2 separate regions of the Macaca mulatta genome follow, and region 1 is linked to region 2. The links are chromatin contacts, called in public Hi-C maps. All regions are on one chromosome and are shown on one strand. Each heading gives the region's core, a stretch centred on a gene start, on an enhancer-like site or on the middle of the called end of the contact. The rest is flanking DNA. Distances are from core to core; before and after follow the strand shown. Region 1 holds the start of HSPD1 (heat shock protein family D (Hsp60) member 1). Region 2 holds the start of SF3B1 (splicing factor 3b subunit 1).

What was found. Hi-C and Micro-C count contacts between places; a contact is called where the count stands out from the background.
Region 1: a contact with region 2 is called in a Hi-C map of blood, with 4 times the contacts expected there. The contact joins the promoter of HSPD1 here to the promoter of SF3B1 in region 2. A contact is called at or near these places in 2 of 14 Hi-C or Micro-C datasets (blood and fetal cortex germinal zone).

Annotation. Positions count from the first base shown.
Region 1 is chr12:102,443,271-102,445,970 of T2T-MMU8v2.0, reverse strand. HSPD1 (heat shock protein family D (Hsp60) member 1) reads left to right here and starts at 1,443. Exons shown (of 12, transcript NM_001195516.1): 1 at 1,443-1,490; 2 at 2,411-2,586. The coding sequence starts at 2,413. It overlaps HSPE1 (heat shock protein family E (Hsp10) member 1), which reads right to left and starts at 840. Exons shown (of 4, transcript NM_001195788.1): 1 at 831-840; 2 at 31-195. The coding sequence starts at 833.
Region 2 is chr12:102,377,967-102,380,864 of T2T-MMU8v2.0, reverse strand. SF3B1 (splicing factor 3b subunit 1) reads left to right here and starts at 1,603. Exons shown (of 25, transcript NM_001265963.2): 1 at 1,603-1,679. The coding sequence starts at 1,652. It overlaps LOC144333444 (a long non-coding RNA gene), which reads right to left and starts at 1,469. Exons shown (of 3, transcript XR_013402097.1): 1 at 1,389-1,469.

The DNA.
Region 1 (2,700 bases), core at 194-2,693, 65 kb before region 2:
AAAAATAGTTCCACCGCAGCCCCCATTTACCTTTCCTTTAGAACCCGATCCAACAGCGACTACTGTTGCTTGCAATACTTTTCCTTGAGATTTTTCTGGAAGCATAATGCCTCCTTTGGTTACAGTTTCAGCAGCACTCCTTTCAACCAATACTCGGTCAAAGAGTGGAAGAAACTTTCTAAACGCTTGTCCTGCCTGTAGGAAGAGAAATGTTTTGAAACAAAAACTAAATGTAATCATATTATCAACAGGCAACGCCACCGTGTTGTATACATCTCAACACGTTTTGGCTTCGAAAGTTAACACCAAACCTCAGCTTATTCGTTAAGGAAACGCATTTGAATGTACTAACCAATATTCCAAGTTTAATTCCCGATTCCTTACATCTGTTAAGGGTCGTTGTCGCTCCTCTGGTGAGCAACCAGACCAGCTTTAAGGTCAACCTTAGTTTATTCCAAGGTCAAATGTTTTCCTTCTTCAGGGTTTTTCAGAAATTTTCAAGAAACGCTGGGTCAATCTCCCTGCCTGGCACCATGCTTTTTACCCAAGATATTACACATCCACAAAGGCCCTGCAGAGCAGGTGGGACGCTGCGCTTGCATCCGGGTTCCCGCCACCTGCCTTACACACCCGCAGCACACGCGCGTGCAAAGAGCCCCCGGAGAAGAAAAGGGTCGGGCAGGCCTTGCCGCTCCAAGGTGCCGGCGGGCGCTGGTCACTGAGTGGCCACCAATCCCTCCCGCCTAGCCCAACAAAAGAGGGGCGTCAGTGATCCCCGTACGCCTCAGACAGGCCCGGGCTTGCGGGCTTCGGTGCCACGCGGGACTCACCATGACTCCCTCCGCCTCAGACTCGTACTCTGCTCTAGTGTAGCGCCGCAAGGAGAGACTCGCGGCGCAGCCCTGGCGACACGTGAAAAAACCGCCCAGCGCGCAGGCGCGCTCGCCCCAACCCCCGCCGCTAGCCCCCTCGCCCCTCCCCGCGAGAAAGGGCGGTCGCCCCGACGCGCGCCGCGATTCGCCCCAAGGGCCCTGCGCAGGCCGCTGACGCGAAGACTCGGAGGCGGAAGAAAAGAGGAGCTGTTTCTAGGCTTTTCTAGGCGCCCAGCCGAGGTGAAAGAACTACCCCTTCGTCCCCTCCCGGAAATGACGCGATTTTACCCTTGACCCGTAGGGAGCGCGGCACTTTCCGGAAAGTTCTGGAACTGAGCACGGCCCGGGAACTAGCCTAAGCCGGCGGGAGAGGGCTGAGCGCGCTAGCACACCCTGCGCGGGTAGGGAGGGGCGGGGCTCGCGCGCAGGGTGTGCAGATTGCAGGGGCCCGGCTGACGGGAAGGGGGTGGGAGCTGCCTGCACACGTGGTGCCCCGGGGCGGGGGGAGAGGCGGAGGGAGGGGACACGGGCTCATTGCCGTGTGCGCCCTGCACTCTGTCCCTCACTCGCCGCCGACGACTTGTCTCGCCGCGCGCACGCCCCGCCGCCGCCCCGCAGGTATGCGGCCTTCCCACGCCGCCTTCCCCGGCGCCTGCGACCCCCAAGTGGGCCTTCCTCCTCTGCGGTCCTGCTGGAGGATGCGGGCGACGACAACCTGGAGTTCTGCACCGCACCGCAGGCCCAGGCCCACGGGTCCAGGCCTCCCGGGTCCATGCGGGTTCCATCACGTGCGACGCGGATCCTGGACCTCGGCTGGGCGCAGGAGGGACAACTCACGGGGATTGAATTTGGGGGATTGTAGCCACTTAGGCCCGCTGGTGCAACCCGCGCCTGGTCGACTTCGGGGAACCGGGGAGGGTGTTGTACGCGAGGGAACCGCTTTTTTCCCCCGCAGCTAGCTGGGATACCGCGCCTTCACTCTTGACCTTGCTAGGGGCGTTCGGAAAGAAGGACACGTGGGCCCGCGCCGAGTGGGCCGGGCCGCCGCCCCCAGCATCGCGGCCTTGCTGGCTGCTCTGATACAGTAGCCTTGGGTGGATCCATGGAGATACTTTGCTGAGCTGCTTTTTGCACCGCCAGGAATACTTTCAGCTTCCCTGGTCACTGGGATTTGTAACTTGCCTCTCTCCGGCTGACTTGGTTTCTCAGGGGCCACAGTTGGAGTGGGTCTGCCCACAAGGCCGTTTTCGCGGTGAAAGATTAACTCGTTTTTGGCGGCAGGGATAGGTGGCCGTGGGGAAGGAGCTGCATGTGCTTTGTGCTAGTGCTATAGGTCAGGCGCCGGGGCGGCTCTTTAGCTTGCGGTAGTGGCTGATGTTCCGAAGCTGCGGCGCCTTCCGTCATTCAGGTGTAGTGGCTGGCAGAGGTCAGCCAGGCTCACCATCTCACGTTGCTTGCTCTGTTGCACAGGTTCGCATGTTTGTGCTGCAGCGCAGCATAGGTGGTAGTACTGATTATCTATTTGCTTCCATCCCCAGAAATGCTTCGGTTACCCACAGTCTTTCGCCAGATGAGACCGGTGTCCAGAGTACTGGCTCCTCATCTCACTCGGGCTTATGCCAAAGATGTAAAATTTGGTGCGGATGCCCGAGCCTTAATGCTTCAAGGTGTGGACCTTTTAGCCGATGCTGTGGCCGTTACAATGGGGCCAAAGGTATCAGTAAATTTATTTTATTATAATTATGGTAGTATTAATAGCATTTTGCTCACAAATAGTCGCACTGAACTGTTGAACAGTACTTTCGTATCCATTTTTGAGAACTCAGTT
Region 2 (2,898 bases), core at 354-2,853:
CTTTTACTGATGCTAATAAAAATCAGTGGTGGCTCACCCCTGTGATCCCAGCACTTTGGGAGACTGAGGCAGGAGGACTGCTTGAGGTCAACACTTTGGGACCAGCCTGGGCAATATAGTAAGATCTCATTCTACAAAAAACAAAATATTAGCTGGGTATGGTGGCCCATGTTTGTGGTGCTAGCTACTCTTGAGACTGAGGCAGGAGAGTCTCTTGAACCTTAAGGTCGAAGTTAAGTTGAGCTGTGATCAAACCACTGCCCTCCAGCTTGGGCAACAAACCAAGACTCTGTGTCAAAAAAACAGAAAAAAAATCCTTTGTGTCACCTGATCCAAAGAAGGGAGTCTGTGAGAGGGAAAGAGGGAGCAAGGCTGCAGGTCAGGAGTCACCAGGGACAGGTTATCTTAAGCTCTCAGTCCAGCGCCATTGTCCATATATCTCCCACCTACCCCTAGCCTCAGGAAAATGGCTCCTCACTGTACCCAAAGTAGACATGGGGTCTTTCTGCAAGAGGAATACACCCATACCATTTTCCTCCCTTCAAACGACCATAATGACCCATGGTATGGTTAGTATTTGGGTTGTAGGTTTATCACATGGCGAGGTACTCCTTTCTTTGTGATGGCTCTAACCTTGATAACTACCTGTTTTCCTGGGCTGCTTCCGGGACCCATCTTTCTGAGCCTTTCTTTTTCATTGTCGAAGTCCAAGATCAGTGTGACGGTACAAGGTTATGATATTTTAATTGATGTCTAGGAAAACAGAATGCATTCTGATCTATTAAAATTCCTGATTTAGGAATACCGTCTACGATTTAAGAGAAACATTTAATGAATGTTAATAATGACGATGAGTGGTTTTCTAAGAACCCATAAAGTTAAAAGGCTTTAAAAGGGTGGTAAGATTCTCACTGTGCAACTCAATAACGATTTGTGAGGCTCAACGAAATTCTTACCCAAATTATTTGCAATTATTAAACAGAAATAATGAAAAATGACCTTGAATTACAGGGCGAGAGATGAGACTGTTAAGACTGTCTTTGTAACTAAGCACTGTAAAGACTGAGACAGCTGCAAGGTGAAGTTTTCCTCGAGTTCTTCTGGTGAATTGTGGGAAAGGGATTGAACGTCTGAGGTCTCTTCCAGCTCTGAAACCGCAGTGTTTCGTACAGTGTTCATTTTTTTTATGGGAGGGGTCTCGGGGTCTTGCTCTTTCGCCCGGGCTGGAGGTTGGAGTATAGTGGCGTGACACGATTACGGCTCACGGCAGCCTTGAACTCCTGGGCTCAAGCGATGCTCCCACCTCAGCCTCTAGAGTAGCTGGGACTCAGTGTCTGTTCTTAACTCCCCTCGTAGAACCCACTTTCCTCCAGGGCAAAGTTACTCACTTAAGGACCTTACGGCTTAGCCCGAGGATTTCCTGGGTCACCACGCAGGCGGCTTCAGGTCCCAACCGTGACTCCTCCCCCACCCACAATGCACCTCGCGGTTCCCTCTAGGTGGCAGCTGTGTCACGTGTCACCCGACGGAGCGCGCTTCTGTTTGGCGCACGCGCAGAGTGCAGCCCCCAGCTATTTTTTTCTCCGTGGCGGCGGCGACGAGCGGAAGTTCTTGGGAGCGCCAGTTCCGTCAGTGTGTTCGAGTGGACAAAATGGCGAAGATCGCCAAGACTCACGAAGGTAAGCGGTCTTTCCCTGCTTACGTGTTTTCTTGGTTGCTAGCTTACTAAGAGCCTTTCTTCCTAGGATTCTGCCTTTTCCTATGGTTTCTTTCATGGGAGCCGAGCCCGCGTTTCGGGGCCAAGGGTCGTCTCCTCCGCGCCAGCGGCGCAGGCCACTGCCCCGCGTAATGGCGTCCTCCTCTTACACCCCCGACAGGCGCTTTGTTCGGTGTTTGGGACCTGCTACTTCAGAGTAGCTTCTCTTCTCTGACCAGAGGGCCTTGTTTAAGCGGCTTCCTCAGTAGGATTCGTGGGCAAGGGATCTGGGAAGCGGGCGTGGGGAGAAAGTCTCACTCGCCTGTCGACAGTGTCGTCCGCATAGTTTATGCAGAAGAGGGTCAGAAAAGCACTGAAATACGGCATCCGCTTTTCCGGCAGGACTGAATCGAATTTAGTTAAACCGAGATTCCATTACTCCTGCCCCCGTGTGTGTTCAAGCGTCAGTGTTACTTGCTTATTTTTCTTGCACGAAACGATTTGGGGATAAAATCTGGTAGTAGTTTTCCCTCCCTTAGTCACTTTTAGTATAATATTGATCTTTTTCTTTGGAGACTGGTTATTGGAAGAGCCAGATGGAAAAGGAAAAGATAAATTACTTTCATTAACGGCCGAAGCTTTCAAACTAGTTGATCGTTTTATGGAATGCAGAGTGTGCAAATTAGGAAAACGTTGGGAATAGACTGGAGTTCATTAGGAAATATCCAGAGATGACAGGAAACGGGATCACTTTTCAGAAAAGACGAGGCATGGGAAGTTGGAACTGCATTCTTTGATTTCTGACTTGGAATCCGAGATTTTCACTGAGAACGAGACTTCTAATTCACTTTTGTTTCATATGTTCTTTCTGGGTATTTGGCTCAGCATTAGTCTGTGAAAGGTAACAGACTGAGGCCATCCAAAATTTTACAGTCAGGTAGGGGAAACAGATGTGTATGTCCTCATTCTCTCATGAGGCCAAATGCATGCTTAAGTAGAAGAACAAACAACATGTTCTGGGAACCTGGATAACGGAATTATTATGCTTAGGGTTATTTCACTGAAGAGGTTACATGTCCCTGTTTTAAAAGGATCAGTTTTAAATCGGGAAGGACATCTGAGCATGAGAACATCTTGTAACAAGGTATTGAATCGTGAAAGGTGTGTTTGAGTAGTAGTCCACTGTGGCAGGAACAGTGGGT